3 separate regions of the Mus musculus genome follow, and all the other regions are linked to region 3. A link is a contact called in public HiChIP or PLAC-seq data. All regions are on one chromosome and are shown on one strand. Each heading gives the region's core, a stretch centred on a gene start, on an enhancer-like site or on the middle of the called end of the contact. The rest is flanking DNA. Distances are from core to core; before and after follow the strand shown. Region 1 overlaps Tln2 (talin 2). Region 2 has its middle 11 kb from the start of Gm30639. Region 3 has its middle 24 kb from the start of Gm39364.

Region 1 (3,356 bases), core at 731-3,230, 980 kb before region 3:
CTGCCTATAGCCAGATAGCCTGAGAATGCCAAAGGGATTCAGACCCAAGTCCTTTGTTCTAACCTTATGCTGTTAACCCCTGAGCTGCATCAGCTCTTACGAGAGAGAATCGTGTATTTTCAATGGTGGTACACTTTTCTGTCTTATTTTGTCCATTCCCTGGCTCCCCCTTATGTCACCTTTTCTACCCTACAGGTGTCCTTGGTGCTGTCTGCTCTCCAGGCTGGAAACAAGGGGACCCAGGCATGCATCACGGCCGCAACTGCAGTTTCTGGGATCATTGCCGATCTGGACACCACCATTATGTTTGCAACAGCTGGCACACTGAATGCAGAGAACGGCGAGACCTTTGCCGATCACAGGTACCAGGGGAGACTCTACCCTGCATATCCAAAACCAGGTGGTCACATTTGGTCACCCTGCCCAGGACTCAGAAATGTGGGGATCTACTTTGAGATCAACAAGATTCTCTGTGAGGAACGTGAACCACGGGATCAGAGTAAGCTCCTTCTCCATCAAAGGCTAGCTTTGTACCAGGGAGTTGCCCCTCTGACTGCCCACAGACCCAGCAGGACCAGGAGAGGCGGGGACAGGCATAGTTAGCAGTCACTTCCCAAAGCCTGGTACCTCCCTGGAGCCTTCATTAAATATACTGGTGCTGGCCACTCTATACATTTACTTATGGTGACCCCTAAACCTTCATCACATGTCCAGGCCCTTTCATGTCTCTCCAACCCACGGGCCTGTGATAGAGTGGAGATTCTCTTTGTACTGCCGTCTGTTCTGGAGCCTGTCCCCACCAGCTCTGATTGCCAGACAGGATGTATAGGCTATAAGAGATTTCAGGCCGTAGGAAGATGCTAAGCTCCTGCCTTCACGGTTGAGCTCTTCTCTGGAGCTCTGTTCCCAGTCCCCTGGCTCTACCTACTGTGTGAGCTTCCAACCTCACTTGCATGGAACACTGCCCCCCCCCTCGAGAGGGGAGTGGATCACTCGGGCCTCTCTTCCCAAAGCCCCCCTGAAGGAATTTCCTTCCTCCCCAACTGCAAGTGACTAAGTTGTGTTGTTTCTCCTGTCTCTCTGGCCTCCCTGCTCTCTAAGGGAGAACATTCTGAAGACAGCCAAGGCCTTGGTGGAAGACACAAAGCTCCTCGTGTCTGGGGCTGCATCCACTCCAGACAAGCTGGCCCAGGCCGCTCAGTCCTCAGCAGCCACCATCACCCAGCTGGCAGAGGTGGTCAAGCTGGGGGCCGCCAGCCTGGGCTCCAATGACCCTGAGACCCAGGTATGAATGGGGCCTGAGGGATTGCCTTTTCCTATAGACACTGCTTCAGGCTTCAGAACCAGGGTAAAAGCAAATATCCTTGGAAGTAAACTCTGTGTGTGTGTGTGTGTGTGTGTGTGTGTGTGTGTGTGTGTGTGTGTGTGTGTGTGTGTGTGTTGAAATTGACATGGACTGTGGCGACAGTTCAGGGGACAAACCCTGGATTTGCAAGGAACCTAGTCAGCCAGGCCTGGTGAACAATTGGCTGCAGAAGATGTTGGTGGGATAAAGAAAAGGAAGGAGTGACAGGTGTCCCATGTCCAGGCAGGAACAGTGTGCAGTTTCGTGAAGCAAGAGAGCGAAATGTTAAGGGGATAAAGGAGGGGGAAGGAGAGCTCTTAAGGAGAGGAACTGGAAGGGTGGCCAGACTCTGTTCAGTGACTTCTGTTTGGGAGGTGGCAGTTTTGCTGAAATGACCCACCTGAGCCTTAGTGCCCTCCAGATGACAGTCACTGCAGTTTTTTTCCGTGTCTGAACCCAGCACACTGTATATAGCGGCACCTGGTGCATGCCAGATATGCAGCAAGTTGATGCTCCAGGGGTCTTAAGCTCAGGCTCAAGGAGCTCACAGTAGAGCATCTGACCCTCCCCTGTGCTTTTGTTCTCAGTAACAGAACAGTAAACGCCCTCGTTGCCAACGCCTGCACTGCTCTGCAATCTAGTCTACTGGGCTTGGCCATGCTAGATAACGCTTGCCCTTCCGGATCCAGGAGGACCCAGGAGGACACAATGGCTGTACTAATTAACTACTAATTAATTAACTAATTAACTACCGGCCTTGTTCCCAACTACCCTCCCCCTTCCCTTACCACTGTCCTCTAAGACAATGGAGTCACGTGAGGAACCTTTCTTGGGTTTTATATCCCTGCTTGGTTTCCTCTGACAGCACTGGAATTCAGAAGTGCAGTTTGCACAGTGCTTCTGCGGGAACCTGAGGTGGCTGTCCCACCCTGCTGGGCAGGAAGGAAGGAAAGGCTGGAATCCCTGTCGCTGACCTTGAAAGGCAAACTCTGAGCTCTTCTCCGCTGATTGTGAGGAGAAAGAGCGAGCGTGGATCTTTCCACACAGAGAAATGTGTTGAATTGCCATGGGTTGGTTTTCTTTTTTTCTTTTGAGAACATTTTATTTTAAAAGTTGTATTAGGCACAAAAAAGTAAAGACTCCCAAAGTGAGTTTTTAGAATCATCTCGAATCTTCAGGGAGCCCTGGCGTTTCCTTCTGCCTTCCCCTTCTGTGCAGCCTCGCCCCGCACTCCGACTCTTGTATTACTTGAATCTGTTGGGGTGAAACACTTAGCTTGCTCTTTGCTTCCACATACCTGTAACTGTGACTTACAGTGAGAACTCACTTATTAAAAAAAAAAAAATGCAGCCAGTGAGATACCTCAACTGGTAAAATGCCCGCTTTATGGGTTCTTCTGTGGGTTCTACTCCCAGAACCCACAGAGAGGGAGAGAAGAAACCAGCTCCACAAGGCTGTTATGGTTAGAGTCACTGCCACACCTGCATGGCAGGGTAGGGTTATAGTTAGGGTGACTGCCACACCTGCATGGTAGGGTAGGGTTATGGTTAGAGTCACTGCCACACCTGCATGGTAGGGTAGGGTTATGGTTAGAGTCACTGCCACACCTGCATGGTAGGGTAGGGTAGGGTTAGAGTTAGAGTCACTGCCACACCTGCATGGTGGGTTAGGGTTATGGTTTGGGTGACTGCCACACCTGCATGGTGGCACACACACACACTAATAATAATAATAATAACAATAATAATAATAATAATAAATTAAAATGTTTAATAAACAAGAGTTTTTTTTAATCTGCTCAGAAAACAATGTCCCCTCTGCATGTCAATTACCTGTCAAGCAACAGGTACAGGGCAGGATTTTCTGGGTTCTGATGTGAACAGCAGCCCTGGCATGCAGTGCCCCTCTCTCCTGCTGTACCTCTTCACTGTTACAGGCTCAGGAGAGAGGCAGTCCTTCACAAGGCTCAGCCTGTGGGTGCAGGAGGTTGCCTGGGGGTCCCTGTGCCCTG
Region 2 (3,093 bases), core at 430-2,929, 720 kb before region 3:
TTTGACCTCTGCAAAGGTCTGTGTGTGCATGGTGTACTCAGAACTCACCCAGGTATGCGCATACATTTTTTAAAATTAATTTTTTAAAAAATCAATGTAGGGGCTGGTGAGATGGCTCAGTGGGTAAGAGCACCCGACTGCTCTTCTGAAGGTCCGGAGTTCAAATCCCAGCAACCACATGGTGGCTCACAACCATCTGTAACGAGATCTGACGCCCTCTTCTGGAGTGTCTGAAGACAGCTACAGTGTACTTATAATAAATAAATAAATAAATAAATAAATCTTAAAAAAAAAAAAGAACAGTGGAATTTAAAAAAAAAATCAATGTAACCAAACACCAAAATTCACTAAATTATCAACTTGATCAATTGTTGAACAATTAACTTACTGGGGACATTTTTAAACCAAATTTTTAAACCAAATTGTTGAACAATTAACTTACTGGGGACATTTTTAAACCAAATTTACCTCTTTCAGTTATAACAACTTAAATGCTAGAATTAAATTAAATTACTAGCTAGAATGTTGGCTAAGCAAAAATACTTAAGCATTCTTTTTCTACATGAAATACTACATTTTTGATCATTCCAAGCCCTTATCTAAAATTGTTTTTACTGCTTCTGAATTCTTTTTTTTTTTTTTTTTTTTTTTTTTTTTTTTCAATTTTCGAGACAGGGTTTCTCTGGGTAGCACTGGCTGTCCTGGAACTCACTCTGTAGACCAGGCTGGCCTCGAACTCAGAAGTCCGCCTGCCTCTGCCTCCCAAGTGCTGGGATTAAAGGCGTGCGCCACCATGCCCAGCTGTGAATGGTTTTTAATTATTTCATTATTTAGTTTATTGCTTTATTTACTTATCTGTTTATTTGGGGCTCATGTCACTGCAGAAGTGCAGAGGTCAGAAATCTAACCCCCAGTCCTCTGCAAAGACAGCAAATGCTCTTAAGTGTTAAGCCATTTCTTCAGCCCTCTTCATTTTAAAGGTCTTAAGGCATCTTCCAATAATTATTAGATGGTGTTTCTGGGTTTTTTTTTTTTATCATCATAATAAGTCTACAGGGTTACTTATAACATCACCATTTTACAGTCTAACCGAGGCATTAAGTACTTTGCACAAATACTCCAGCTGAATCCGATTTCCAGGCTGTCCAGCTTCAAGCTCACACAAATCTTTCTACCTCTACCACAATCTAAGTGCCCTCTGTGATCTATTACAAGGGCAGGACATTTGTATCTCAAAGTATAGCGAGAGAATTGAGTGAATGGTACAAATGGAAGCCTCTGGCAATGGCCCAGCCTCTGAGGCAGGAGCTTTTCTGTAGTAAATGTGGAAGTTGATGAAGTGTATGTGTGTGGGTGGTATATATGCACGCCCTTGGAGCCCCTGGAGCTGGTGTTACAGTTAGGAACCTGCTGACTTGGGTGCATAGAACCAAAATCTACAAAAGCCACGCTTTTAATCACCAAGCCATCCCTCAGCTGACTACTTTCTCAAGCTCATTCATTCCTTGGAGATCTGCTGCAGCAAAGAGTGAGAACACGCATGGGGAGGGCCTACCCAGTTTAGGAGAAGATGGACGAGAGAGAATGAGAGAGAGGTGGGTCACAAGTTACTCAAGCTTCCTGTGGCTGTCCATATTGACCTTGGTTTCAGAGGACCGTGAGGCACAGCCTGGAACACCGAGGGCACTGCGCCACCTGCTGTTCGCAGTCTGTACTCATCTGATTCTTGTCTTGCCCACATGTCTGGCAACCTCAGTGAGTTAAGCCTTTTTTTTTTTTTTTTTTTTTTTCCTTTCTTTTTTTTTTTTTTTTTTTTTTAAGTTAAGATTGGGAAGAGTGGGGGCTGGAGAGATGGCTCAGCAGTTAAGAGCACCCGACTGTTCTTCCAGAGGTCATGAGTTCAAACCCCAGCAACCACATGGTGGCTCACAACCATCTGCAGTGAGATCTGATGCCCTCTTCTGGTGTGTCTGAAGACAGCTACAGTGTACTTAGATATAATAAAAAAAAAAAAAAAAAAAAGATTGAGAAGGGCGATTCCTTGGTAGAAGTAAAAAGACTTGAGTAACTTTTATAACCATTTGTGAGGCATATGACCTTTGGGCAAGGCCTTTAGCGTTGTCATCCTTGTCTCCTCCTCCCCCTCCCCCTCTCCTCCTTCTCCCCCTTCTCTTCTCCTCCTCCTCTTCCACCTCCTCCTCCCCTCCCTGTCCCCTTCTTCCTCCTCCTCCTCCCCTTCCTCCTCCTCCTCCTCTTCTTCCTCCAAGACTGTATAGCCCTGGCTGTCCTGGAACTCACTCTGTAGACTAGGCTGGACTCAGACTCCCAGAGATCTGCCTGCCTCTGCCTCCCAAGTATTGTGATTAAAGGTGTGCACCGTCACTGCCCGGCCTGGCTTTTAGCTTCTTAGAGTAGTTTCTGTGTGTAAAATAAAAACCACAGGAATATTGTTTCACCCTAACATTTAGATGAAATGAATGCTCAGTTTCTCGTTATTTTACTTTATTTTGAGACAGGGTCTCATGTAGCCCAAATTTGTCTCAAATTTGCTTTGTAACTGAGTATGACCTTGAACTTTTGACCCTCCTACTTCCACCCTGCCCTGAATGAAGGGAAGAAAGGGGTAGGCTTTCTGAACAGAGCATTGATATAACTGACACCAAGAACAACAATTAACAAATGGGACCTCATGAAGCTAAAAAGTGTCTGTAAGGCAAAGGACACCATCTTTCAGACAAAGCGGCAGCCTACAGACTGGGAAAAGTTCATTCTTGGCTTTTAACCTGTGGAGCCGTCTCACCAGTCCCTGATTTTATTTGATTTGATTTGATTTTTGATTTTTTTATGGAAGAAAGACTCCCTAATTAAAATTGTTTCTACCATCTGCATCCATCTGAGAGTTTCCAAGATTCTGGTTCACAAATTTCAAATCACTCCTTTCAGGCAAATGAGCAATTTAAAACCAAGAAAACTGGAGTGGTCTTTTCTCAGCCCAGTTCTACTGGGAGCCGATACACAGAGCAAAGCTAAGAGGCTTGGCTCCCTCCAAGAAGACATGAACACCACAGCAGATTCTGTTTGCCTGGAGATCTT
Region 3 (3,360 bases), core at 411-2,910:
ACCAATTAGGCTAAGCTGGTTGGTCAGTGAGCCCCATGGATCTTTGTGTTTCTGCCTTCCCAGTGCCCGGATTAATGCATACATATATTGCCTTATCTGTCTTAGAAGTTGAACTTGGGTTCTCATACTTATAAGGCAAGCACTTTGCCAACTGAGCCATCTCTCTAGCCTCTAGGAGTAGTTTTTCTAAAGTATCATAGCAGAATCTCTTAAGCAACTTGTTTAGCACCCCCAGAGCTTCTAATACAGGAAAGGTGGAGTGGGCTAGAAAATGTGTACTTCTGACGAGTTTCCAGTTGCTGGCCAGAGACCACACTAAGAGGTGCTGATCTAAACCACAGCCCTAAAGAAGAGTCACCTCCCCATCACCCAGGAGGCTCAAGCCTACATTCGAAGCCATCATCTTCACAGTGCTTTCTTCCTGAGCATACTCCACCAGACCACCCCACCTCCTCAGGAGGTATAAGTTCTTCCTACCTCCGAGTCTCTGCTCAGGTGGGTCCTGTACTGCAGACTCTGTAGACCCATTGCAAACACAAGGCATCTTGTCCTTTAGGAGCATCTCAAAAGCTCACTGGGGCCTTATCCGTCAGAATGAAGGCTCCTTCCTCAGCTCCTGGCTTAGTTCCTATTTCTTCCTGTCATTAAACTGTGAGTTCTGGAGGACCTGTCATGTTCCCGTTTTTGTCTACACATGTGTTAAATGCATGTGACTGCAGAAGACAGAATGGGGGCAATGGGTGGATCTTTGGGGAAATAGATTTGGGCCCAGCCAAGAAAGAACCTGTCAAACGTGAATACGTTGGTAGCTGATTTTATATATATATGTACATATATATATATATATTCGCACATATATTCATACATATATTCACATATATATATGTCATATATATAGTATTCATATATATGGTAGTCATATAGATAAGTATGAATGACAGAGTTTTTCTCTGTAAATGTATGTCCTGGCTGTCCTGGAACTGCTTCTGTAGACCAGGCTAGCCTCGAACTTTCAGAGACTCACTTGCCTCTGCTGGGATTAAAGGCATATACCATCACGGTTTGATTCCAGCTTTTGAGGGAGGGTCTTGTCACTTCCAGTACCTTCAGTAGCACATCATAAATCAGACAAGCTTGCGAGACTCACTTGACGACACTGTGGCTAAGCAGATCCTGGGCACTGTAATTTGTTGCCTGACTAAGGAGGGGAGGGAGAATTTTCCAGAATATGATCTCTTACAGCTGGTGGGGCTTTCCAGGGCTAGCACTGAGTGAAGGCGACTGATGAGGTCTGCAGTTGTTCAGGAACGTCTGCCCTGTTTCCTCTCCAACCAGGAAATGCACCCTCAGGCCCAAAGCCCACAGCTTGGCTACTAAAAGGGTCTGAGAAAGCAATGACCCAGGACCCAGCTGGGGAGGGCCAACATCTCAGTTCGACCTCTGTCAGCCTGTAGGTCTCAGGAGCTTTCCTGTTTCCGCTCCTTCCCGGGTTAACTAAGGTCATAACCTTCTGGAAGAATGCGGGGTCAGCCAGCCCGACTGCAATTTCCTCTCCCTGTGTGTGAAAGGAGATATGTCCAACTGTGACTATACAGAGCCCACAGTCTTGTGACTCAGCAGACTCGAGCGTCCTCAGTCCCATCCCTTGGAATGTCACACAGACAGACAGCTGCAGGAGTTCGATGTGGTCGCCACAGATGCTGCGAAGCCTGGACTCACAGATATCTCTCCCTGAGTCTCTCGTTGGTCAAACCTATACCTATCTATACCAGTACTGGGGACAGAACCCAGGGCTTTGCACATGTGAAGAGAGCACTTTGCCACTGAGCTATGTCCCCAGCCCATGTTTACGGTATTTTTATGGCCTGAATTGTGTTCACTTCCTCCTAAACCCATATATGGAACTTTTAAAGTGACTATATTTAAAGATAGGGTCTTTGTAGGGATAAATAAATAAGATGAGGATATATTATGGACACTAATCCAGCATAACTGGTGACCTTGTTTTTTTTGTTTTTTGTTTTCTTTTTAAAAGACAGACATCTATAGAGAGAAGACCAGGGTGTGACAAATTAAGGAGAAACGCTCAGACAGAGCCAACGCTACTGACACCTTGCAGTGTCTAAAGCTGAGAAAGTAAATTTCTAGTGCATTAAGTCACCCAGACCCAGATATTTTGTTTTGACATTTTTTCACTAATGCAATACTACCAATAAAAACAAGGAAACAGAGTGAGGGAAATTCACCGAGTCCTAGCAACAGGGCTAGGGCTGTGGCTCAGTGGTTGAATGCTTGTCTAGCGCATTCAAGGGCCTGGGCTTAATCTTCAGTGCCACAAAAACAAAACCAAACAAGCAGAATCCTGAACACCAGCCGCTGTCCACCTTGCCCCACCCCCCATTTTACTGAAGTCATCTCTGCTTCTAAAATACAATGTTATTAGTATAGATTTTGCATTTTATTTTTTAAAAAAAGGATTGTACTGCATGTGATTCTCCAAGATTTTTCTTTTTTCTTTTTCTTTTTTCTTCATTTTTTACTCCCCCACCCCCACCCCCAGGAAAAGTAGAATGTGAATCCAGGGCAGGCAAATCTGGGCTGGAGTCCAGATCCCAAGAGCTCCAGCTGGGAGAAGGCAGGCACAGTTCTTAACTTTGCTGAGGCTGGCTTCATCATCCTTAAAAAAGGAGCTCACTTCCCTTACAAGGTTGTGCGCAGGGCTACAGAGAATGCCTCACTGACGCACGGGTCCCTCACAATCGCCGCCTCCCTGGGTTCTGCTATTGTTTTAACTTGAATGGGAGATCTTACAATGTCATTTTGTCCCTAGATAATATAATCAACTGTTTTCTAGATTAAGAGCAAGGGCTGTGAATTCTACTCGGTGAAAAGAGGACTTGGGAATCTGTGTTTCGCTATCCATTAAGAACTGCTGCTGCTGCTGCCTCTGATGGAGGGCAACCGTGGGAGGGAGGGACAATCAAGCCCAGAAAAACTTGAAGGAAGCTCACCAACTGTGCTGGTGCCTTTGAGACAGCAATTAACCACCTCCATTCGAAGCCTTTCTACTGTTAGAGCCCCTAAGCCTGTGAAGGTTTGCCGAGAACCGGACCTTCTTAACAGATGCCAAGTGCGATATTTTGGGGGTTGCAGCAACTGTGAATAGAACAGTATGGGGCTGACATCAAACCGGGAGCAGAGGGGGGTGGGGCTGATGGAAAGAAAGTTCTCTAAGCCTGTGATAGTTGCTGTCCCTTTCAACAACCTAGTTTTCCGCATGTACTCGCTTTGATATCCCAGGGAGCACGGGGCTTGGAGTTTCTTTCCAGAGATCTCATGGTTCACTTGCTTATTTAAATG

Evidence for each region. HiChIP or PLAC-seq counts read pairs in DNA pulled down with a chosen protein or histone mark.
Region 1: a contact with region 3 is called in an H3K27ac HiChIP or PLAC-seq map of embryonic stem cells, with 3 times the contacts expected there. The contact joins two enhancer-like sites.
Region 2: a contact with region 3 is called in an H3K27ac HiChIP or PLAC-seq map of embryonic stem cells, with 2.6 times the contacts expected there. The contact joins two enhancer-like sites. A contact is called at or near these places in 1 of 15 datasets of contacts at CTCF or cohesin (large pre-B cells) and 1 of 115 datasets of contacts at active chromatin or transcription factors (embryonic stem cells).

Annotation. Positions count from the first base shown.
Region 1 is chr9:67,259,820-67,263,175 of GRCm38.p6, reverse strand. Tln2 (talin 2) reads left to right here. Exons shown (of 58, transcript NM_001081242.2): 46 at 196-362; 47 at 1,102-1,285. Among named protein-coding and RNA genes, the nearest start is that of Mir190a, 25 kb to the right of the region's middle. Within about 2 kb of position 1,980, at least 50 of the 459 cell types and tissues checked have an H3K27ac peak or open chromatin away from gene starts, as enhancers often do. A contact at or near this core is called in embryonic stem cells, where this site is marked.
Region 2 is chr9:66,999,912-67,003,004 of GRCm38.p6, reverse strand. No RefSeq gene overlaps it. Among named protein-coding and RNA genes, the nearest start is that of Gm30639, 11 kb to the left of the region's middle. Within about 2 kb of position 1,679, at least 31 of the 459 cell types and tissues checked have an H3K27ac peak or open chromatin away from gene starts, as enhancers often do. A contact at or near this core is called in embryonic stem cells, where this site is marked.
Region 3 is chr9:66,275,196-66,278,555 of GRCm38.p6, reverse strand. No RefSeq gene overlaps it. Among named protein-coding and RNA genes, the nearest start is that of Gm39364, 24 kb to the left of the region's middle. Within about 2 kb of position 1,660, at least 196 of the 459 cell types and tissues checked have an H3K27ac peak or open chromatin away from gene starts, as enhancers often do. A contact at or near this core is called in embryonic stem cells, where this site is marked.